Regions from separate parts of the Mus musculus genome. Here all the other regions are linked to region 4. A link is a contact called in public HiCAR-type, HiChIP or PLAC-seq and promoter capture Hi-C data. All regions are on one chromosome and are shown on one strand. Each heading gives the region's core, a stretch centred on a gene start, on an enhancer-like site or on the middle of the called end of the contact. The rest is flanking DNA. Distances are from core to core; before and after follow the strand shown. Region 1 holds the start of Hsbp1 (heat shock factor binding protein 1). Region 2 overlaps Wwox (WW domain-containing oxidoreductase). Region 3 holds the start of Vat1l (vesicle amine transport protein 1 like). Region 4 holds the start of Cenpn (centromere protein N). Region 5 holds the start of Mlycd (malonyl-CoA decarboxylase). Region 6 holds the start of Necab2 (N-terminal EF-hand calcium binding protein 2). Region 7 overlaps Mbtps1 (membrane-bound transcription factor peptidase, site 1).

Region 1 (2,885 bases), core at 146-2,645, 2.4 Mb after region 4:
AAGTAAATAACTTAGGGAAGGTCACAGACCTGGTCCCTTTTGAAGCTGGGCCTCAGCCTGGGTCTGGTGGACGCTGGAGTTCCCTGTTTCTCTCCTTTACTAAACTGTCTCCTGGCCTGTAGCCATCCATGTGCCTGTACAATTCACTGTAACGTAGGAACATGGAGAACTCTGGCCGGTGTTGGCTCTGCAGAGGGGATCAGCCACTCCTCCTGCCCTGTCTAGAGTCTTCCTTAAGCTGCCCAACTCCCTATAACAGCCCCAAGGTAGGGTGGAACAATCGGACCTTATATCCTAACGCCGCGTACCTTCACTGGTTTGCTAGACTCAGAGACACCCCCACTCCAGTCCATAAATGTAAAGAATTGGATCTGTCTTAGTTAGGACATCTATTGCTGTGAAGAGACACCATACCCACAACAACTCTCATAAAAGAAAATATTTAACTGGGGCTGGCTTACAGTTCAGAGGACTAGTCCACTATCATCATGACAGGAAGCATGGCATGTGCAGGCAGACATGGTGCTGGAAGAGGAGCTGAGAGTTCTACATCTGGATCCACACACAGCAGGACACTGGCCAGGCTTGAACTTCTGAAACCCCAAAGTCCGCCTCCTAGTGACACACCTCCTCCAACAAGGTCACACCTACTCCAACAAGGCCAAACCTCCTAATAGGGCCAGTCCCTATGGGCCTATGGGGCCATTTGTATTCAAATGACCACGATATTCTATCCCAGCCTCCTCCACTGCCTGCACTGTGTTTTGTCTGTGTGAGGTTGTTGGGTCTCCTAGATTTGGAGTTGTGAGCTACCCTGTGGGTGCTGGGAATAGAACCCGGGTCCTCTGGAAGAGCAGTGAGTGCTCTTAACCGCTGAGCCATCTCTCCAGCCCCCTAATGTTTTTTAGTAGTAACAGAACACTTTCTTATTTTGTGTGTATGTTTATGTGTGTATGCATGCATGTCACAGCAGTGCACACACAATTTGTGGGAATCGAGTTTCTGCTTCCAACATGTGGATCACAGAGATTGAACTCACAGTGTCAGACTTTGAAGCAAGCTCGTCACCGGCTTCGCCTTGCAAGGCCTGAGTGCCTAACTACATCCATGGAAGAAGCCAACGCTAATCCCCACAATTTTGGTCCATTTCCGGCGTTTTCTCCTCCTCTTCCTCTCGGTTCAGCCTTCAGGGTGGAACTGGGCGGAAGATGAAGGCGGAGCTAAGAACTGGGGGGCGTAGCTTATCCGCAGGCAGGACAATCTGAAGCCTCCTAGGACCTTCCGGTGCGTGGCAGAAACTACAACACCCACAATGCCTCGCGGTCCCGTGACCGTGTAGTCGCGAGAACTGTCGGCTTGTGGGCGTCTGCGCCGAGAAACCGAAGTGTAGGTGACGGTTCCGAGACATCGCCGCCAAGCTGGGCACCGGGGAGATGGCCGAGACGGACCCCAAGACCATGCAGGACATCACCTTGGTGGTAAGCGGCAGCCTCATATGGGCCTGGACACCCCGGGGCCGCTCTCGGCCCTGGCGTGGGGTGTGGCCAGCGGCCTCGGCCCGCGCACCTGCGGGGCTCGCCCTCCGGTCGGCCCCGACCCGGACCCTCCGGACCTGACCCGCAGGGACACCGATCCGAGCTGGCAGGCCCTTGCTGAAGGCCTCACACTCCAGCCGGGAACCACCACCACCCCACCCCCCCTTCATGCCTGCGTCCTCGGCTCCCCAACGCCGGTCCCAGGAAGGGGGTCTCGGCATAGGTTGGGATCGGCTGACTTGTCCTGGTTTCTCTTAGGTGGAGACGCTCTTGCAGCAGATGCAAGACAAGTTTCAGATCATGTCAGACCAGATCATCGGAAGGAATATCCTTTTGATTTGGAGGCAGTTTCTTAACTGTGGGGGTGAGCGGGGTGGTTTACAAACAGATTTCAGTTAGTCATTTAGAAATTGCCTTTTTTTTTACAAAGGGTTTATTATTTTTAATTATATGTATAAGGGGGTACTGGGAGTGACTGAGACCAGAGGCGTTGGATCCCCTGGAGCTGGAGTAACAGGCGGTTGTGAACTGCCCAGTACACTCGTGCCCTCTGCAGGAGCCTCGCGTGCTCTTAACGGCCGAGCCTTTTCCCCGTCCCCACTTAGAAGTGTCTTTCCTGATCTTGGCTATATTGTGTTCCCGTGGAGGACTGTGCCAAGAGCCAGAGACACAGCGAGACCTACCCCAAGCCCTTGTTGGTGCCCCTCCAGAACACCAGTAAAGGGGTTTGCATGGTAACCGTTGTCTGGGAGTACTTCTAGAGTTGGAGGTGTAGGGAAGAAAACTCACCCCAGTCCCCCCGAACCCCGACCGCCAGGCTGTCACTGTAGCCAGATGAAACTGGGGAAGCAGCTGTTTAAACCAGTGGGCGGGGGCCTGGGGGGGAGAGGCCGAGGTGAGGTGATGCTGCCGTGCGGGCTCTTTAACTGTGCCACTAGATGACATGAGCAGTCGGATTGACGACCTGGAGAAGAATATCGCTGACCTCATGACCCAGGCTGGAGTAGAAGAACTGGACCCTGAAAACAAGATTCCTACTGCCCAGAAGAGTTGAAGGTGAGGGGGGGGGGTTACCTCAGCGTAAAACGCCCGTCAGTGCGACGGGGTGGGGGGGTGTCGTTGATCGGTTATCAGGAGACCTCTCTCCTCCCCACCGGTGAACTCCCAAGTTTTTGAAATACCACCCGAAGTGAGATCTGACGCCCTCTTCTGGTGAGTCTGTAGACAGCTACAGTGTACTTATCTATAATAATAAATCTTCAGGCCGACCTGAGCGAGCACAGGTCCTAAATTCAATTCCCAACAACCACGTGAAGGCTCACAACCATCTGTACAGCTACAGCGTACTCA
Region 2 (3,299 bases), core at 776-3,275, 2.2 Mb before region 4:
TTGTAAATAAGTAAGTAGGTTTCCGGAGCCCTATGTGCCCTTAAGATTTTTCCAACTGATGAAAGCTAGCAATTGAGATCAGCCTGGAGCCTCGGGGATTGTAGATAGACTTGGTAGTCTTTCCAGGTCTGTTTGTGATTCTGCCCTATCTACCCCGAAAAACTTGAAACACTTCCCCCAGGAGACCTGGACACCATCAAAGGCAAGCTTCTGTAAGGAATAGGGTCATGGCATAAAATGGCGGAGAGAATTGCTTTGGGGGAGATTTTGCTGGGTGTGATTTGTCATTAACTCAGGACAGTTGTCCCCAGCCCCCAACCCTCAATTTAAAGGTCTTGAAAGCTTTATTTTCCCCCTCAAATGCATTCCAACATTAACACAAGAGTACACTGAAGCTAGCTGATAGAGTTCTGAAAAAGATGAAGATAAGAGTTTCCCCCTAAAATACTCTAGCCATTTCAAGAATGTCATATCTTCTGCTTAGAGCAGAGGGTATGCGTAGATTGCAGTGTGTGTGTGTGTGTGTGTGTGTGTGTGTGTGTGTGTGTGCACGTACACACATGCCATGGAAATGCCAACAAAGCTGCATTTGTATGTAGATATAACACCTACCCGTGAACCTTTCCCCATGCATCCTTTTAGGGCTTGAGTCTTAAAGTAAAATCCTGCAGTCTCCATGCAGAAAGGACCCAATCTTTACCCAAAGAGTTCTCCATGTCTCCTGGCCTGGTTCACGCTGAGCCAGCCAACATCTGCATTTCTGATAACAGTTTGCTTCCTTATGCTTTTTGAGGGCACTTTTAAAAAGCTCCACAGAGTAATTTGCAAGCATGTCCTTCACCATGCTGTTTCTCAGAAGTGGTGACCTGGGGGACAGGAGACCTCTGCCCGTGTGGCATGGGACAATGGATATTCTGCCACTTCGTACCCCACAATGTCACAATCCCACCTACAAAGAAGAGGTCGAAAAACTTCACTCATGTTCTTGCTCGGCATCAAATAACTTTTTAATAACCAACACTCCCTGAATATTTATCCCTGTATCAAGTGCTTTTAAGTTTTTTTAAGTTGCAAATAATAGTATTGCTGTACACTTGTAAGCAAGGAAATTAAGTTTCAGGGAGGTCTGATGGCCAGCTGGATGTCACACCATTGGTAAATGACAGACTGCCTGCCAGCACCAACACACTTCCCGGGACTGTGTTGTATCTCTCTCTCTCTCTCTCTCTCTCTCTCTCTCTCTCTCTCTCTCTCTCTCTCTCTCTCTCTCTCTCTCTCTCTTTGTGGATGGGGTGGGGAGGACCCATCTTGTTCATCCATATCCTGAATCTATCAAGAGTGCCAGGTACACAGAAGATCCATGATACGGTCTCAGTAAAGAAGGGAAGTCATAACTATACATGTGGTCAAGTTATTTCCAGAGATGGGGGCGGGTGTCTTAAGTCTGCAGGGAATGAAGCTTACGCGTGTTGGGGACCACTTTATAAAAATAGCACCTAGAAGTGCGTCTCCCTGCGTGGGAAGGGCTTCGCATTCAGCTTCATGTTTAGTAGCTCAAAGGTTGAGCTCTATAGTGCAAAACCAACCTGTAGGTGCTTTAAACAATCCCAATGAAAAGATCCGGCTTCTTCCCTTTCTCTCCAGACCTTCAAATGGGAAAGGCATTTTGGAATTCCTTTGAGTTTGCTGTCGAAGCTTAAGGGAACAATAGTCTGTGTTGACTCTTTGAAATGGATTTATCCTGAAGAGCATGACATAGTAGTTTCTGCCTTCCGGGAGAGAAGCCAGCTCCACGGGAAGAGGGGCCTCTGTGTTGAGCAATGCTCACCCCAAAAGTTTTGTCCAGTATCGGGGACTCCCTCAAGGTTTACTTTTTTGTTTAAAGTGGGTAGAATTCCTCCTCTCCCCTTTTGGGTAGTTTTTTTTTTTTAATGGTCTTTAGCAACTGAAGTAAGTGACAGTGGTCAGTGGAGGCGGACAGTAAGATTTATAATGTATTTGTGCTAGCTGATTGCCAACTGAACCGGTCTTTCCCAGCGGTGCTGTACGCAGACTTGGAAAATCAATAGGGATTAACCTCTGACCCACTGCACATACTTATACTGTGGCTGCATCGCTTACCAATATTTCATCTGTTTCACTTAGCCGCTGTTACTTATTCAATAACGTGTGGCCGATCGCACAAGATACTAATTAATTTTTTAAAATGCACCATCGCTTGAAGCTCTGATGAAATAGCCCACCTTTGGAAATTAAGGCCCTTTTTGGTTTATTTATTAAACTCACATTAATTAGCCCTAATTTAAAAAAAAGTTATGGGACAGCATTATGATATAAAGGTTTGCTTTGTTACAAAACTCGCTGTGGTTGGTTGGCACCAGGGGAGATGTCTGGCTGGAGAAGAGCAGGTGTCCCTTGACTGTGCTGGAAGATGGCTCCCGTTCAGTAAAATTTGCTGGTCCTACTTTTTGAGCATACTTTTTTTTTCCTTTCCCATTAAAGGGACAGCTATAGATAAACAGACAGTGACATGAGCCCAAGGCTTCATTACTTTAAAGAATCAACATCACTGTCAATGCATGGTGCCTGTGTGCTCACCGGTCTGCACCTGTGTGTGTTTCTGGTATGAACTGCTTTTAATTTGTCACAGCAACAAAATTTGCAGTGATATAATTTTGTAATCTTTTCCCTTTAATCTTTGGCATATGTTAAAGTATTGTGCATCTGTCTTCAAATTGAAAGTATTGTATGTTTTCTTCATTCTTCCTCTAAGACTCTTTTGTTTGCGTTTTTTTTTTGTTTTTTTTTTTGTTTTTTTTTTTTTTTTTTTTGTTTTTTTGCTAGTGTGCTTACCCCCCCAGAGTTTACTTACAGTTTGTTATTGATCCGGCAGCTGGAGTTTGAATTGGTCGATGCGCTCTGTAACTTGTTTAAGATACCCTACCTGAGCTATTAGCTTAAATAATGTATTCATAAATTGATTAATCATTACAGTAAAACTTATTAGCCGCATTTATATCTGCGTGTTACCCACAATTGACTTGTAGTCTAATCATCGCGGGTGCTTAAGCAGAGGCTGGGTCCACATTACAATTTAATAATAATCAGGCTGGGAAACAATGGTGTTTGCATGGAGACCGAGAGCGGATGCAGGCTGAGCTCCCGGGGGCAGCTTCTCACCTTCCCATCAGTCTCCTGCCGAAAACGAGCTGCAGGGAATAGACCCGAGATCCTCAGGAGCAAGTGACTGTGCTCACAATGGCCATTCTATTCTGAAAGCCGCGTTCTTGAGCGTGAAG
Region 3 (3,127 bases), core at 522-3,021, 2.7 Mb before region 4:
AGCTATGCTTAGGAAAACAGGGTTGGATAAAAAGTAGCACAGCTCCTGCGCACCTGAAGTTTAAGCTGGGCAAAGGAAGAAGACATTGTCAAAAGAAATCATATTACAGTTACAAACTGGCACACACTTTAGCCGTGAAGGACTCAGCCTGGGAGTTGGTGAATTTTGCACAAGAAAGTGATACTCTGGATGAATCTGGATTTTGGAATTAACCCTAATAACGGTGGTGTGCTGAGCATCCAAAGTCAAGGGCACAGCAACTGCAGAGTTCTGAGTTAATTTGGAGGACAGAATGATTTTTTTCCAGGTGAACCAAAGTTTTAAAACAGAGGCACAGGAGTAATAGGAGGAGGAGAGACTGATTGTCCTGGGCTCAATTTGCCATACTCCTGAGATCACTGTGTCCTGATAGCCTCTCTCACTGGGACCGAGATCTTCACCATCTCTGAGAGCTCAAGGATGGGAGCTGCCTAAACTGACACAGGCACCTGAGCTGAGAAATTGGATCTCTTACACCGCACAAGGCAACTCCTATCTCGCCTTTTAAGATAGCACAAATGACCTTTTTTTAAGAATCAGAATTTATTATGTGATGGATATGATTGGATTGCATCTGTAGTTTTGTTATTTTTTTATTTTATTTTTGGAGAAAGGGTCTCACTATGTAGAGCTGGCCACCCTGGAACTCACTATGTAGACCAGTCTATCCTCAGATTCATGAGAAATTCATCTGCCTCCTGGTTGCTGGAATTCTGAAATTAAAGGCGTTGCGCGCACGCGCGTACACACACACATACACACACATACACACGCACGCACGCGCCCAGCAATTTTAAATTCTTGTTTAGGTTTTTTAAGACAGGGTCGCCCTACCTCAGCTTCCATACTACAGATGTGTCACCAAACACTGCTGGGGAAAGTACTCGTTTTTTTTGTTGTTGTTGTTGTTGTTGTTGTTGTTTTTCTGTAACCTTGCAAAACAAAAGGCAGGTGTGGGGAGGGGAGGGGGGAGGGAGGAGGGAGGGGGGAGAAAGGGAGAGAGAGAAAGAGGGAGAGAGAGAGAGAGAGAGGAGAGAGAGAGAGAATTTGGTCCTCTGGAGGTCCTAGCAGGAAACAGGCTTGTTCTGGGAGCCTCTTTCCTAGAAAAAAAAGCATGGGTACTGAGAACTAACTGTCATAAGGAAGCCACAGAAGTCCAGAAACAGCATCCCTAGTGACAGGGGTGGGGGTGGGGGGTGGCGTCCAGATGGAAAAGACTGGACCTGGCTCTTTGGAGCCTTACTTGGGATGTATCTTTAACTTCCCGCACCTCCCTGCCGCTCCACTCAGAACCAGCAGATGGGAAACAGCCCAATTTCCCAGCTATCCCTCCCATCCCTGCCTACCCGCGGGAGAAGAGGCAACCTTGTCTCTCGCAGCATCCTCCAGGCCCAGACATTCGTCTCTGTCCATTTCAAGGCGCCAGAGTCTGTGCCGTATATACCCAAGTATTTGCCCATTGTAGGGGTTGGAGTAGCCATCCGGCCTCTTCTTCTGTGTTTGTATTCAAGAGTCTTGGGGAAATCTGTTTTTAGTGTTGAGACAAATAGCCTGACTTAGTACTAGCACAAAAGGTGGACTTGAGATTTGTTTTGGAGTAAGTAGGAGGAAATGTGAGGGAGGGGGTGGGGCGCTAGGGCGCGGCTCCTCTAAGGATTACGGCGGAGGCGGTGGACCGCGGCTCCGCTCACAGAGGTTGCAGCCATTGCACTGAAGAGCATCCCACATTCAACAGGAGGAACCCGCGGGAGAGCAGACCCGACCCCTTCACAACCGCAGCCTGTGCGCCCCGCGGCCCCTCGAGCGCCATGGCTAAGGAAGGCGTAGAGAAAGCGGAGGAGACCGAACAAATGATTGAGAAGGAGACCAGCAAGGAACCTGCTGAGGGCGGCGACGGCTCCCACCGCCTCGGGGATGCCCAGGAGATGCGCGCTGTGGTGCTGGCCGGCTTCGGCGGACTCAACAAGCTGAGGCTCTCTAGAAAGGCCATGCCGGAGCCACAGGACGGCGAGCTCAAGATCCGCGTCAAAGCCTGGTCCAGTATCCACGACTTTTTGGTTTTTCTCTCTTTCCGCGCTGGGCGCACCGGCAGTGGGTGGGAGAGCCTAGATTGGGGATGCTGCCCCAGGTACCCAGCACCCACAGTCAGCGAGCACCCTCTCTGCATTCACACTTGGCTCTCAGAACCTCCCGGGTAGCCCAAGCCACTGGAGCCTGGGGAGGATGCTCAGAGGTGGTCCTTCTCCCCACACCAGATGTAGGGTGACAGGAAGGATAGTGGTGCCTAGGACTTGAGGTCTGGAAAATTGCCTTGTGCCCCTCTTGTAGGACAACTCAGCTCCTAACACTGGGAGGGACGTAAGGGTGGGACTTGATCGTTAGCATGGTTAAAAAAAATAACAATCGCCGTGTATATACACGTAGTTCCTGGTGCTAGTTTGTTTTCTTTCTTTCTTTCTTTCTTTCTTTCTTTCTTTCTTTCTTTCTTTCTTTCTTTCTTTCTGGAGTTTTACATATACGATCCCGTTTAATACTTCCTGAGACCCAGTAAGTCAGGTGCCCAGCTTTAGAGGTGAGAAAAACAGTGGATGGGGGAAAATAAATGATCTGCCAAGATCGCTGAGCTGCCAGTAAGTGGTGTGGCTGCCACTTGACACTTGATCTCCCTTTTCACCTCTCTGCGTCCAAATGGGGCTGAAGGCAGGGTGCATGCCCTTGTGTATCTCCTTCCCAGTACTTACTGTGAGAGAAGGAACTGAGAATCAAGAGGGTTAAATCCTCGGCCTCTAAGCTGGGTGAAAGGTGAGACCAGGGATGCAGCCTTCTCTCCCCCACTGCATCTTCTGCTTTCCTCCTGGCTGGGAAAGCCCCATCCTATTCCTTAGGAACGAACTCCTGTGGTGGCCGCAGAAGGAGCCCACACTCTAAGAGGTCCGCTATTCTCCTGGGGAAACTTGCCAGTGCCTAGAACAGCAGAGATTTCCCCAGTAGTGTGTAAGTGAGAAAGCTTGTCTCTGCCTGGGGAGGCACTGCACTCCCATGTCCCTGAAGTCTAGTGGGGTGCAGACTGATAGAGCTGCTCGCTGGA
Region 4 (3,096 bases), core at 330-2,829:
TCCAGTGAGCATCTTCTGACAGGCAGGCGTGCACGCACACACACGCACACACACACACACACACACACACACACATGATCATTTCTCAACTATCACCTTAAAACTGCTTCTCAAAAGAATAGGCCTCTGCCGGGCGTGGTGGCGCACGCCTTTGATCCCAGCACTTGGGAGGCAGAGGCAGGCGGATTTCTGAGTTCAAGGCCAGCCTGGTCTACAAAGCGAGTTCCAGGACAGCCAGGGCTACACAGAAAAACCCTGTCTCGAAAAACCAAAAAAAAAAAAAAAAAAAAAAAGAATAGGCCTCCTCTGCATCATTCTGGAACAATCTCCTACTAGTGCCAGGTAGGCAGGTAAGTAGTCTGCTAAGACCAGGGAAATTTTAGAGGAAAAAAGAAATAAATGTCTGCTGAATGTTGACATTTAACACTGAAAATGGAGAGGCGTATTTTCACTTCGATCAACCAAATACCAAGGCCTGGATGTACAAGACAGAAAAGATGTCAAGAGAATCCCTTTGCCAAGGCAAAGTTGCATACATTTAAAGTGGGTTTTGTTACTAACACAGGGTCTAGTGTAGCCTCAAATTCCTTATGTTGCTGAGGGTGACCTTGAATTCCTGATTCTTGCCTCCACCACCTCCCCAGAGCTGAGATTGAAGCAAACCATCCTACCCTCCTTGCCTGGGGTTTTGTTTGATTTCGAGAAGTTTTAACAGAGGCTTCTAATACATCTATTGTGAAAACACTCACAGTCGTCCTCGAAGCCTATCTAACGGACCCTAAACATTACTTTCCTTGTCAAGTGTACCGTGGGGGATCTTTACAGATACCCACATCACCAGCCAGTCCAGTGACTTTTCAGTAAAGAAACTTTTGACGGCAGCTCCCTAGATTAGTTATCAGCCAGAACAGTTAGCTCAATGCGCCCTCAGTGTCACGCATCTCCAAAGTTTTGCAGCAGGGTACGCGCACTCGACCAGGCGCGCGCCCAAGGTCGCAATGCCAGCGAGCGGCGGGCAGATCTCAGCAGTGTGACAGCTCATGCCCGCGGCTCACCAAGAAGAGTGTTCCTAGTAAAGGTCCAAGGGCAGGGACATGGGTGAACCTAGCGCGGCGTGGGAAGCTAAAGAGCCGCGTCCTTCCGCCACAGGCAGCCAGATGCCCGGAGGCTGAAGGACACCCGACACTCACCGTCACTCAGCCCCTACAAGAAGCACAGAAAGAGAAGTCACCGACACGGAGCCCGCAGCTCCCTTAGGACTTGCAAGCACCGACGCTCCGCGCATGCGTCATCCTGCATGCATCGCTCCGCCTGGACCGGTCCACTGTCCCATGCTGAGGGGGATCTAGGGCCATCCCACCGGGGCTCGGCGGGGACAGCACACAGAGATGACTGCCAGGTGGAATTCGAGACGGAGAACAATTATATTTACATGATCCTGTCTCTGAGTACAGCGACTCTGGGGATCTAAAGCGTTTTCCATCAGGCGCCCACAGCCGCGTCCCCCCGTGCAGCCGAAGCAGTGCGGAGGGCTTGCCAGGTGGGCGGGGCCCGAGCGGCCATTGGCGGCTTCAAAAGCACCTCGGCGGGAACCGCTGCAGAGACGGCGGGCGATGTGGACTGGTAAGGCAGCCTCAGCGACACCGAATTGGACTCGGAGGCGGCGGGAGGACTACAGGAGCCAGGCCTCAGACATCTACGGGGGCCTTGCCACGGCGCAGTTCCGCCACGGGATCTTAGCCTAGGAGTGACACTAGTGGAGGCCGGGTCCGGGCCAAGAGGGCCGGGATGAGCGTCCATGGCGTCATATCCGCCCGGAGTGGGGCGGGGTTTTATGTCCCTTGGCGTTTATGCCATGGAGGCTCCGGGCTGCCCGCTCAAGAGCTGCTTTACTTTGATCCTTAGGTTCCGTCGAGCCTAGGTGTCAGCTCTCTAATTCCTAGCCTCGCCTCAGTTTTTGTCCATGCCTCCTGTTGCTATACTCCTTGTGCTCCATGCGGGTCTACCGGATCGTTATTGTCACGTGTACATTCAACAGCCTTGTCTTAGCTGCTACCATGAATAAAGCGCTAGAAAATAGAAATTGAAATAGTAACAGGGCAGAAAGTTCACTCAAAGACTTGCTAACTTTGTTGATGTGTTACGCCCTTTCTGTCATTTCTTTTAGGAAGGGCATGGTGCAGATAGATCACTCAGAATTAAGAATCTTCGGAAGTGCTAAGGATTGGGCACCCCACCCCGAAGGCCCTGATCTCCGAAGTTTATAGCCGCATCTGGCCTGGTCAGTACTGGGATAGGAGAAATGCCTGCTTTGCATACACTCTCCTCTAATTTACCTCACTGAGGATCAGGAAAACGCTCTCAGATGTTGTCACGAACAAGGTGTTGGTTTAATAGTTGACAGACAGTGGAACTATATCCTTCCCTTGTGCATACCGCTTAGGGTGGGTATCCAGTCACTCTTCCATCAGTCATTAGTCAAGTGCATATGAGATTGTTCTTGGGTGACCAGACTCGCTGTGTGATTTGGCTCATGGTGACTGAAATTGCTAGGATCAGAACCCCCCAGCCCTGGCAGCCCTAACAAGCTAGGCTCCATAGGCCACTTAAAAGGACAAGTCTTTTGTTTGTTTGTTTGTTTGTTTGTTTTGTTTTTTCGAGACAGGGTTTCTCTTTATAGCCCTGTCTGTCCTGGTACTCACTTTGTAGACCAGGCTGGCCTTGAACTCAGAAATCCGCCTGCTTCTGCCTCCCAAGTACTGGGATTAGAGATGTGCGCCACCACCGCCTGGCTAAAAAAGACAAGTCTTAAATGAGAGGCAGAAAAGAGACATGTATTCAGTGTGGCCACACTGGGAAGAGCAAAGAGGTCTAGTGACCCACACACCAAGTGTTGAGTCCTGAAACAGAAGATTCAACAGAAAGCAGAGGGTATACACAACTAAGCAGCCCTAGTCACGGTGTGGTCCTCCCATCTCTGAGACATCGTTGCCCTGGTGTTGCAGTCCCTTCTGCAAGAGGGTCTGACAAGGAGACAGAAAAGCTCCCTCTGACTGGCACCAGGTGTCAGCCTTTCCTTCCCCATCAGATCCCTGG
Region 5 (3,198 bases), core at 28-2,527, 2.5 Mb after region 4:
TGGAGCCTGGATCCGGTTGTAAGGTCCCAGACGTCATTCTTGGGATTTGGTCTATCGATAGTTTGAAGAGAAACCATGCACCAAAAAATGAACTGTGGTTTCTCTAGGACAGTCACAACAGTCTGGATCCAAGATGACTGTCATCATATCAAGCTGAATCCATACAGAGCCTACTCTACCAGTCTGATTCCTTTTTGCAGTTATTTTAATGTGACTCCCTCCCTCAGATGGTAAACTGAAGGAGAATGAGCAGGGCTATTTCAAATGCAAGCCTAGGGTGGGCCTGGAACTCACCAAACAATTGAAAATCATTTCACTGAAAGAATGAATGAATGAATGAATGAATGAGGCCCAGCAAGGAAGCTGGTAGGGAAGAGATTCTTCCTATACCCATTTCCGGCATGACCAGACGGAAGCTCTAGGATGCAGCAGGAGGCATGGGCTGGGTCTCCAGCAGTTCTGTCTGGGTGGGATTCTTGACATGAGCCAGAGAGTACCTAGGGAGGGTCTGTTGGGAGAGACCCTGTTCTACTGTCCGCGGGTCGGGACAGGGTCAAAATGTCAAGTCAGAGAATTACTCTGAGAATTACATGCTTGGTGTGTACATGTGCATATACATTTCCTTGTACACACGTGTGGGGGTGCACGTATGTACATGTGTGGTTCTGGAAGCCAGAAGACACCTCGAGTGATGGCGCTACCCGCATACTTTTTGTTTGGTTGGTTTGGAGATAGGGTCTCTGGCTGACCTAGACTTACCTTGTTATCTGGACTGGCTGGCTCTTGTCCACCTCCCTGAGCTAGGACTACAAGCGTTTTCCCATGGGTTCTGGATATGAACTCAAGTTCTCAATCACTTTATCAAATGAGCCATCCCCATTCCTAGGAGACCTAGTCCAGCATGCAACCTTAAATTTCTCAGCTCCTCACCTACGCTAGATCCGAACCCTAGCACAGGAGGCTGCGTGCATAGCACGGTCCCGGGAAGAGCTGAGATGTCAAGCTCTCAGATCAAGAGAAGCGCGTGCGTAGTGGGGAAAGGGACTGAGGCGGTGACTCTCAGAACAGGTGTAAGGATGCAAGCCAAGAGGGCGAGTCAGGTGCCCCGGGGCTACCGGGTTCCGGGGACCTTTGGCTGCACTTGGCCTCCGGCCTGAGAAAGCCACCTCGCCCCTCCCCCGCCGTTCTACCCCCCGATTGGCCAATGTCTCCGTCCGCCGTCCGGCCTCGGCCAATGGGGCCGGCGAGAAACCGGAAGCCGGAGCCGGAAGCGAGGCAGAGGCCCGCTCTCCAGTGGCGTCTCCCGCTAGCAGCTGTCGCGGAGCTGTCATGCGAGGCCTCGGGCCAGGCTTGAGGGCTCGGCGCCTGCTCCCACTGCGGTCCCCGCCGCGGCCTCCGGGGCCCCGGGGACGTCGGCTGTGCGGCGGGCTCGCGGCCAGCGCCATGGACGAGCTGCTGCGGCGAGCCGTGCCCCCGACGCCGGCCTACGAGCTGCGCGAGAAGACGCCGGCGCCCGCCGAGGGCCAGTGCGCCGACTTCGTGAGCTTCTACGGCGGCCTGGCCGAGGCGTCCCAGCGCGCCGAGCTGCTCGGCCGCCTGGCTCAGGGCTTCGGCGTGGACCACGGCCAGGTGGCCGAGCAGAGCGCCGGGGTGCTGCAGCTGCGCCAGCAGGCGCGCGAGGCGGCCGTGCTGCTGCAGGCGGAGGACCGGTTGCGCTACGCGCTCGTGCCGCGGTATCGCGGCCTCTTCCATCACATCAGCAAGCTGGACGGCGGCGTGCGCTTCTTGGTGCAGCTGCGGGCCGATCTGCTGGAGGCGCAGGCCCTCAAGCTGGTGGAGGGGCCGCACGTCCGGGTAAGGCCCCGCCCGGGCCACCGCGACCCCGGGGCCGCCGCCCCCCGCCACCGCCCCGGGGCCCTGCCCACTTCCCACTCCCCACTCCCCAGACCCTTACCCATGCCCCTGCAGCCACCTCGCCGGCCTCAGATACCACGGTGCTTACTGCGTGGTTCGTAGCACTATCCTCGGGGGTCACTGTCGGGTGTGACACCCATTGCGCTTACTCCAAAATAGCTCTAGTTTTAACTGCGCTGTTCTTGAACAAGGATGGAACACGGCTTTGGGCAAAGTTTGGGCACCTCCCACGAACGTCCATCACCCTAACAGGTTACACGAAATGCACAAACATGGCCAAAAGTCAAGGTCACCACCGCCTGGGTCTCTAAAGCCTCCAGTCCTCTTTCTGCAATCTGACTTTGGACAAGAGATTTGATTCCAAACCCCCAGCCCCAGACGCAGTGATCCTAAGTTGACTTTTTAGTACCTGTGCTAGTCAGCAGCTTACCCAGCGATATCATGTAGCGTACAGATAACGGAGGTGTATATAGCTGAGACCCAAAGGATTGTCTAGCATAGCTGCCAGCCATTAATATTCAATAAAGAGGAGCATTGACCCTGAGTTCATACACAATGATATCACCATTTCAGAAGTCCCCAGTGTTCAAAGCCTCATCTGCTTTTTTCCTGACCTGCTTGAAACAGGCATGGCCATTTTTACTTCCATTCTGTCCTTTCGGTTGACACCTATCTCCTTTAGAGTGAAGGACATGACACGCTGAGGTGATGAGCTGTCCAAGACTTCAGATATACATCCCCTGATCCAGGCTCCTTTGCACTGCTATGTGCAGGTTTACAGACTTCTCATTTTGATTGCTTAACCCTTGGTGTAGTTAAGGGATTAATATGAGTCAGGGTCTCTCACTGAGACTTGAGACTCACCAGTTAGATTAGGTAAACTGCTCAGTAAGCCCCAGAAATATTCCTGTCCCATCTTCCCAATGCCAGCAAACAAAGTGTGTCACTAAATATAGTGGCCTTTCTTTTAAAGATTATATATACCAGTGTTCTGCTTGCCTGTATACAGATGCATGCAGTGCCTACCTAGGCCAGAAAAGTGTATCATATCCTCTGGAACTGGAATTACAGCCGGTTGAAAGCTGCCCTGTGGATGCTGGGACCCAAACCCAGTTCCTCTGCAAGACCAGTCAGTGCTCTTACTTTGAACAGTATCTCTGGCAACCTCCCACCCCACCCCCACCACTTTTAAATCACTAGTACCAGGGATCAAATTCAGGAAAGCTCCTAATTGACTGAGTTATTTCTTCAGCCCTGCACAGTCTCTTTTACAAGACAGACCAT
Region 6 (3,290 bases), core at 571-3,070, 2.5 Mb after region 4:
TGCCTACTACCATGCCTGTCTCTGATACCCAGCCCCTCCACGTCTGCTTCCTCTTTAGAGGTCTCCGCAACAGCAGAGCCACAGCCGGTGACATCGCCCACTACTACCGGGACTACGTGATCAAGAAAGGCCTAAGTCACAACTTTGTGTCTGGTGCCGTGGTCACTGCCGTGGAGTGGGCTAAGTCCGAGCATGGCAGTCCCGAGGTCCAGGCATCCAGTCCCCTCTTCCAAGTGAATGGCTACTTGACTACCAAGGACCACGGCCACCAGCCCTTCTCACTGCGGGCCCGTAATGTGGTCCTGGCCACAGGCACCTTTGACAGCCCAGCCATGCTAGGCATCCCAGGAGAGACCCTGCCCTTTGTCCACCACGACCTGTCAGCCCTGGAGGCAGCCCTTCGGGCAGGCACTGTGAACCCAACCTCAGACCCGGTGCTGATTGTGGGAGCAGGGCTATCTGCAGCCGATGCTGTCCTCTTTGCCCGTCACTACAACATCCAGGTGATCCATGCTTTCCGCCGGTCCGTGCATGACCCCGGCCTGGTATTCAACCAGCTGCCCAAGATGCTATACCCTGAGTACCACAAAGTGCAGCAGATGATGCGCGATCAGTCCATCTTGTCTCCTAGCCCCTATGAGGGCTACCGCAGCCTCCCTGAGCACCAGCCACTGCTCTTCAAAGAGGACCACCAAGCAGTGTTCCAGGACCCACAGGGGGGCCAGCAGCTCTTTGGGGTCTCCATGGTGCTGGTCCTCATTGGCTCCCACCCCGACCTCTCCTACCTCCCCAGGGCAGGTGCTGACTTGGTCATAGACCCAGATCAGCCACTGAGTCCCAAGAGGAACCCCATTGACGTGGACCCCTTCACCCATGAGAGCACTCACCAGGAGGGCCTGTATGCCCTGGGGCCGTTGGCTGGGGACAACTTTGTGAGATTTGTCCAGGGCGGGGCCCTGGCTGCTGCCAGCTCCCTGCTGAAGAAGGAGACCAGGAAGCCACCTTAACATTAGCCTGGCACCCTGACACCCAGGCCCTGAAGAGGAAGAGGGCTTATCACAGCCCAGCGGGACGTGAGCCCATCTAAAGATTTCCCATTTGGGAACCAGTCTCCCCAGCAGAAGGGGAAGACTTGAGCCATGTGGATGGACTATCTGCCCCAGAGGCATGGGGAACACAGGCTGCCCTACCCTCAGGCGAGATGAGGCCCCAGGTGGGAGCAGTAGCCATAGACCAGGGGGCCCCCTTGAAACTGTCAGTGTGTGCTGGAGTCACAGGGCCAGCTGAGTGTCCAACTTGGAGGGCCCCAGGCCCAACTTTTCACCATCAGATCTGTAATAAAACCAGCTGTGCCTCCACTGTGCCTGAGGAGTCTGTGCTTGGGAAGTGGCTAGGCAAATAGACCGCGCACTGGGCCCCTGGGTAAAGCCCGCAGCTCCAGGAGAACAAGCGATAGGGCCCCAGAGTGGAGCATCCATAGGCACAGGGCTAGACTCTATGGAGTCTGGGTCAGGAATGAGGCTTCCAGAAGCCTGATGCAGCCCTGTCCACTCTGTCCCCTGGTCTGCCCATTTGAGTCTCACCTCCCGCCTCAGGGCCTTTGAGCAGGCTGGTGTCCAGTCCCGGGACCCCTATTCAGGTGTCTTGAGTCTGAGTCACTTGCACAAGTCTGCGTCTTGCTCTACCTTCTGGGCAACTAGCGCCCGCGGGTGGAGGAGGGGAGGAAGGGACTCGGGGAGAATCATCCGGCAGAGGGCGCTCGGGGCTCACCGGACACCAGTACCAAGGGGGGAGGGGACCGGGGGTCAGCGAGACCCTGGCGGGGACGGGGGCACAATCCCGGGGCCCCCACCCTCCTCCACACCCGCCCTAAGTTCTGCGTGAACGAAGCCATCCCCCTCGGGGGCCGTGCCAGGGTCCGGTCGCTGGGCCCCGCGTCCCCGCGGGCAGTCCCCTGCCTCCGCTCTTGGCCGGCGGGGTGGGGGTGGCGGGCGCGGAGCACGTGGCTCGGGGTCCGGGTAGCCCCCCCACCCCCGGCACTGGCGGTCCCCGCGGTGTCCGGGCCGCGGGGCCGGCGGCGGGAGCGGCGTGCGCGGGCGGGCGGGCGCGGGCAGGGGGCGCGCGGGGGCGCGGCCGGGCGGGGGTCGGCGGGCGAGATGTGCGAGCGGGCGGCGCGCCTGTGCAGGGCCGGCGCGCACAGGCTGCTCCGGGAGCCGCCGCCGCAGGGCCGCGCGCTGGGCGGGCTGCTGCGCTGGGTGGGCGCCAGGATGGGGGAACCCCGTGCACCGCTCGTCCCCGACATCCCCTCCGCGGACCCCGGCCCCGGGCCCGCCGCATCGCGAGGGGGCACAGCCGTCATCCTGGACGTGAGTACGCGCGGGACCCTCCGCCCAGCGCGGCTGGGTGCCAGTCCACACCCGGGACCTAAGGACCCTCTCCACCATTCGCTCCCTGCCTGTTCCCGCATCCCCGCATCCTATTGCTGAGACCCTCCTTGGCGCGGGGACCCCGAGCGCAAGCCCCAACTCTCACTGCCGCTGAGACGCCTGTCCCCCAACCCAGACCTCAAGATCCTCTCCATTCCTCCCTCCACTTTATCTCATCTCCACATCCCATAGCTGGGACCTCTTCTTCCCGCAGGGACACCCCCGTCCAAGACCCCAACTCCACCCGGACCGTATTACCCTCACTTCCATCCTCTTCTTCCGCTTCCTTGCATCCCCATATCTCATAGCCTGGGACCCTCCTCCGCGTGGGGATCTCCAGAGCGAGCCCTCCCACCACCCCATCGCGGCTGAGGCTTGGGTCCGCACCCACCGAGGACCCTCTCCTCAGTCGCCCCCCTCCACGTTCCCGCTTCCACTAATTACATAGCACGGACCCACGCTACTCCCCTTCCATCGTGGCTGGGGCACCGGTCCCCACTGGAACCGCACGACCCTCTACATCTCCTCCTTCACATTCCCGCATCCCCGCATCCGATAGCCCAGTCCCCGAGAACTGCTGTAAGTCTGGCCGCTATTCCCCTCTTCAGGTCCTAACCAAACCATCACTTGAGTCCCTACGATAGGGACAAGAACTGGGCACTGCTAGCCCCCTCCTCTCTATCCTGGATTCTTCCCTGCACTTCCCCACACACAGCCCGGAACCACCACTGTTCTCTTCTCTGCGGATGTAGATGAGCCCCCGTGCTGTGCCGCTTTGCGAGTGAAGCCCCTTCCCCAGCTCCTCTCTTTCCATAGAATCAGAATCATTGCCTGGACCTAGGCGTCCTCACCCCCCCCCCCAGC
Region 7 (3,005 bases), core at 72-2,571, 2.6 Mb after region 4:
AAGGCCTCAGGTGTTCCCAAGTCCCTCTTAGCGGCTCTGTAGTGAAAGGCAAGCAGTGGCTTGTGCTGGCCATACTCACATTCAGCAAACTTGAGGGAACGAAAGACTTTCCGCTGGGGTGTCACCCGCTTGATGTTGGGGTGATCTTCAAGTGTGAGCAGCCCCGCCTTCTGCTTCTCTTTTATCTGAATCACCTCAAAATCACTAGGGTAGTCACTGGATGGGTTGTTCCGAGGTATTATTCTCCAGTTTTCCACTTCACTGCTTTTCAGAGCACTTGAAATAAATGAGTTTCTAGCTTTGGCTGTGAAGTATCCGTTGAAAGCCACAATATATTCTGAAATCAATGCCCACAGTAAAAGTAAGTACTTATATACATAACAGAGTATACCTACTCTGAACCTCCATTGAGAAAAGAACAATGCACCCCAGAGCTCATGGCAAAGTAAGAGCAAGAAGAGAGATGAGTATGAACGACCACAGGTGGCAACATGCAGAGATTCACACGAATCTCAAATCACACAAAATATGCACTTCAAAGGCAGAGACCTGTGCTTTTGTTGTTGTTTTTTGTTTGCTTTTGAGTAAGTGTAGGTCTGGTGAGATGGTTTAGTAATTAAGATCATGGACTGTTTTTGCAGGGAACCTGATTTCAGTTTCCAGCACCCATGTCAGGCAGTTCACAGTCACCAATAACTCTATAATCAAAACATATTTTAGAGAGCCGGGCGTGGTGGCGCACACCTTTAATCCCAGCACTCGGGAGGCAGAGGCAGGCAGATTTCTGAGTTCGAGGCCAGCCTGGTCTACAAAGTGAGTTCCAGGACAGCCAGGGCTGCACAGAGAAACCCTGTCTCGGAAAAAAACAAAAACAAAAACAAAAACATATTTTAGAAAACATAAACGGGGGGGGGGGTGGGGGTTGGAGAGATGGCGCAGGGGTTAAGAGTGCCTGCTGCTCGGGAGAAGACCCACAGAGCAGCTTAGCACCACCTACACTCTAGTTCCTCAGGATTCAAACCCTCTCTGCAAGTGCCAAGCACTCATGTGGGTCACACGAGTGGCAAAACATGCAAGACATTTGTAAACTGAAAGAATAAATAAAGTAAAATAAGATAAACCCTCCACATTTACTAAAACTGACTCCAGTAAAGAAATGACGTTTCCCAATAGGGAAAGGAACTCAGAGAACTAAGGCTGTTTATTCTACAGAAGTGAAGACAAAGCTCCGGTCAGGTCCAGGTCGCAGACTTCCTGCTCTGCCCTTCTGCCTGAGGCGTGCGTGACCTCCAAAGTGTCAGCTGAGCGCCTGCATCCGCCCCTCCCAGCTACAGTGCTGCTGGCAGTTCTAGTCCAGGGCAAACACCTTCAGCAAAGGTTAGCGTCTACATGATGTGTACATTTGAAATGAACCACGGAGGTGAACGGAAGCCAGTATTTATATTAGTTTGAAAACAGTGAGATGGGAGGCCCAACACTGAAGACAAGTCATTACCGTACTCCACCACAGTTGAAGAGAATTCCACCTTCAAAGTCAGGTGGGAGCAGCTGGGGCACGGGGCCTTTTCCAAAGCTCTCGTCCCCAGCCTGTCGCCCAGGTGCCGTTTCCCACAGAGCAAAACCACCAGCACAAGAAGCCAGGTGCTGACGAGCTTCATGGTCCTCAGTGAATATGGTCAGAAAATTGCATAAATTCAAATCGCACGAGGCTCTTCCTTGATCAGAAGTGGGTTTCTGTTCTGGCTAAAAGCTGCAGCCTTACTGATCAGCCATCCTACAGACTTGTCCAACATAAAGAAAACCTCAGTCCCATGGTCACCCACGGTTTGGCCCAAAGAGAGGCTTTCATTTCTTTCTCCGCTTCTTCTCCATCTTGGACAGGGGCTTCTCTCATTGAGGCCGAGTCCACTGAGTCCTAAACTCCATTTGCGCCACAGACCCAAATCTAGCAGGATGCCCAATCCACCGCTCTGTAGCGGACCTGAAACAAAAACAGCACACAGGGACATCAGTAGCATCCTGACCCAGCCAGCTATGACAGTTTCAGCTGCATTTAAATGGAAGGATCAGACACCGCAGTACAGACAGACAACTCTGTATATTTAAATGGAAGGATCAGACCACAGTACAGACAGACAGACAGACAACTCTGTGTACATTTCCTTACTCCTCACTGCTTTCAGGGAAACATCCCTACAGCTGTTAGGAGTGAAGGGAAAAACTAGGAGAGAAGTGAAGAGACTAAAGATGGACGAGAGCTAGAAAGGAAGAGCAAAAGCCAGATGTCATGTCCCACCCTTCACGCCTTCCCCAGACTGTGTCCCCTGTCATCTGCAGCTCTCTATCTCCCAGGGTATCTCTAATCAGCATCCACAATTATTCAATGGAAAGTGTAGTCTACAGGTCTTTACTTTCTGCTGTAAATGATACCTAAGGAAAACCGATTTTAATAGGTTCTGTAAGAGATACTACTTTCTGCCAATTTTATAAAAACAGCACAGATATTTTCTGCAGCCATTACATGTATTTTACCTGAAGCATCAAACTTAAACTGTTTAATCTGTTATAAAATCAGATTAGCTTTTTACTGAAAGTGGAACAGAGGTCAGTTTGTGAGGCAAGCTATATCTAAAGAAAGTGTTGAGTGTAAGATTTCTCTCTCTCTCAAAGTAACTAAAGTAGAAAGGAACGGCTGCTCTTCACAAGAGTGGCAGTGGGGGCCGAAGTGCCACAGGGTGACCAGCTCACCCTCATACCTGTGGGGAACAACCCAGCTGGGGTGGGGGCAGGTGAACACAGAACAAGTGAGGCCCGTGTACTGTTTAAAAAAAAAAAAATCAAAGAATGAGCCACCAACAACCAAGATGAGTCACTTCAACTCAATTCTTCTGACAGAAACTGGTACTTAGAGTAACAATGAGGTTTTGGTTTCGGCAGCTGCCCATATGGACTTCCAAACCAGGAAAGGGCTGAAACAGTGCAGAGTAAAGGACTTAAGGCTGCCT

Evidence for each region. Promoter capture Hi-C pulls out the DNA fragments that hold promoters and counts their contacts. HiCAR-type assays count read pairs that join an accessible place to other places. HiChIP or PLAC-seq counts read pairs in DNA pulled down with a chosen protein or histone mark.
Region 1: a contact with region 4 is called in a promoter capture Hi-C map of embryonic stem cells, with 4 times the contacts expected there. The contact joins the promoter of Hsbp1 here to the promoter of Cenpn in region 4. A contact is called at or near these places in 2 of 39 promoter capture datasets (embryonic stem cells and liver) and 1 of 115 datasets of contacts at active chromatin or transcription factors (astrocytes).
Region 2: a promoter capture Hi-C map of liver shows a contact between it and region 4, with 2.8 times the contacts expected there. The contact joins the enhancer-like site here to the promoter of Cenpn in region 4. A contact is called at or near these places in 5 of 39 promoter capture datasets (the 3T3-L1 cell line, embryonic stem cells, hippocampal neurons and 2 more) and 1 of 115 datasets of contacts at active chromatin or transcription factors (embryonic stem cells).
Region 3: a HiCAR-type map of astrocytes shows a contact between it and region 4, with 4 times the contacts expected there. The contact joins the promoter of Vat1l here to the promoter of Cenpn in region 4. A contact is called at or near these places in 2 of 39 promoter capture datasets (hippocampal neurons and liver) and 2 of 115 datasets of contacts at active chromatin or transcription factors (astrocytes and large pre-B cells).
Region 5: a contact with region 4 is called in a HiCAR-type map of astrocytes, with 3 times the contacts expected there. The contact joins the promoter of Mlycd here to the promoter of Cenpn in region 4. A contact is called at or near these places in 3 of 39 promoter capture datasets (hippocampal neurons, liver and pre-B cells), 1 of 484 Hi-C or Micro-C datasets (B cells) and 1 of 115 datasets of contacts at active chromatin or transcription factors (astrocytes).
Region 6: a HiCAR-type map of astrocytes shows a contact between it and region 4, with 2.8 times the contacts expected there. The contact joins the promoter of Necab2 here to the promoter of Cenpn in region 4. A contact is called at or near these places in 3 of 39 promoter capture datasets (hippocampal neurons, liver and stem cell-derived epiblast-like cells) and 1 of 115 datasets of contacts at active chromatin or transcription factors (astrocytes).
Region 7: an H3K27ac HiChIP or PLAC-seq map of embryonic stem cells shows a contact between it and region 4, with 7 times the contacts expected there. The contact joins the enhancer-like site here to the promoter of Cenpn in region 4. A contact is called at or near these places in 2 of 39 promoter capture datasets (cranial neural crest and embryonic stem cells) and 3 of 115 datasets of contacts at active chromatin or transcription factors (astrocytes, embryonic stem cells and large pre-B cells).

What each region holds. Positions count from the first base shown.
Region 1 is chr8:119,343,143-119,346,027 of GRCm38.p6, forward strand. It overlaps Hsbp1 (heat shock factor binding protein 1), which reads left to right and starts at 1,396. Exons shown (of 4, transcript NM_024219.1): 1 at 1,396-1,478; 2 at 1,794-1,860; 3 at 2,471-2,591. The coding sequence starts at 1,434. The coding sequence ends at 2,589.
Region 2 is chr8:114,749,901-114,753,199 of GRCm38.p6, forward strand. The region is part of intron 8 of Wwox (WW domain-containing oxidoreductase); the gene reads left to right. Among named protein-coding and RNA genes, the nearest start is that of Gm16118, 43 kb to the left of the region's middle. Within about 2 kb of position 2,026, at least 8 of the 459 cell types and tissues checked have an H3K27ac peak or open chromatin away from gene starts, as enhancers often do. A contact at or near this core is called in liver, where this site is marked.
Region 3 is chr8:114,203,869-114,206,995 of GRCm38.p6, forward strand. Vat1l (vesicle amine transport protein 1 like) reads left to right here and starts at 1,772. Exons shown (of 9, transcript NM_173016.3): 1 at 1,772-2,074. The coding sequence starts at 1,848. Gm30272 (a long non-coding RNA gene) reads right to left here and starts at 1,766. Exons shown (of 3, transcript XR_388052.4): 1 at 1,386-1,766; 2 at 874-971.
Region 4 is chr8:116,920,161-116,923,256 of GRCm38.p6, forward strand. It overlaps Cenpn (centromere protein N), which reads left to right and starts at 1,580. Exons shown (of 12, transcript NM_028131.3): 1 at 1,580-1,623; 2 at 2,168-2,281. Cmc2 (COX assembly mitochondrial protein 2) reads right to left here and starts at 1,276. Exons shown (of 4, transcript NM_026844.3): 1 at 1,191-1,276.
Region 5 is chr8:119,393,617-119,396,814 of GRCm38.p6, forward strand. It overlaps Mlycd (malonyl-CoA decarboxylase), which reads left to right and starts at 1,278. Exons shown (of 5, transcript NM_019966.3): 1 at 1,278-1,854. The coding sequence starts at 1,330.
Region 6 is chr8:119,444,899-119,448,188 of GRCm38.p6, forward strand. It overlaps Necab2 (N-terminal EF-hand calcium binding protein 2), which reads left to right and starts at 1,821. Exons shown (of 13, transcript NM_054095.2): 1 at 1,821-2,366. The coding sequence starts at 2,157. Osgin1 (oxidative stress induced growth inhibitor 1) reads left to right here. Exons shown (of 6, transcript NM_027950.2): 6 at 59-1,358. The coding sequence ends at 1,007.
Region 7 is chr8:119,545,905-119,548,909 of GRCm38.p6, forward strand. Mbtps1 (membrane-bound transcription factor peptidase, site 1) reads right to left here. Exons shown (of 23, transcript NM_001167910.1): 2 at 1,496-1,981; 3 at 80-337. The coding sequence starts at 1,658. Among named protein-coding and RNA genes, the nearest start is that of Mbtps1, 11 kb to the right of the region's middle. Within about 2 kb of position 1,322, at least 42 of the 459 cell types and tissues checked have an H3K27ac peak or open chromatin away from gene starts, as enhancers often do. A contact at or near this core is called in embryonic stem cells, where this site is marked.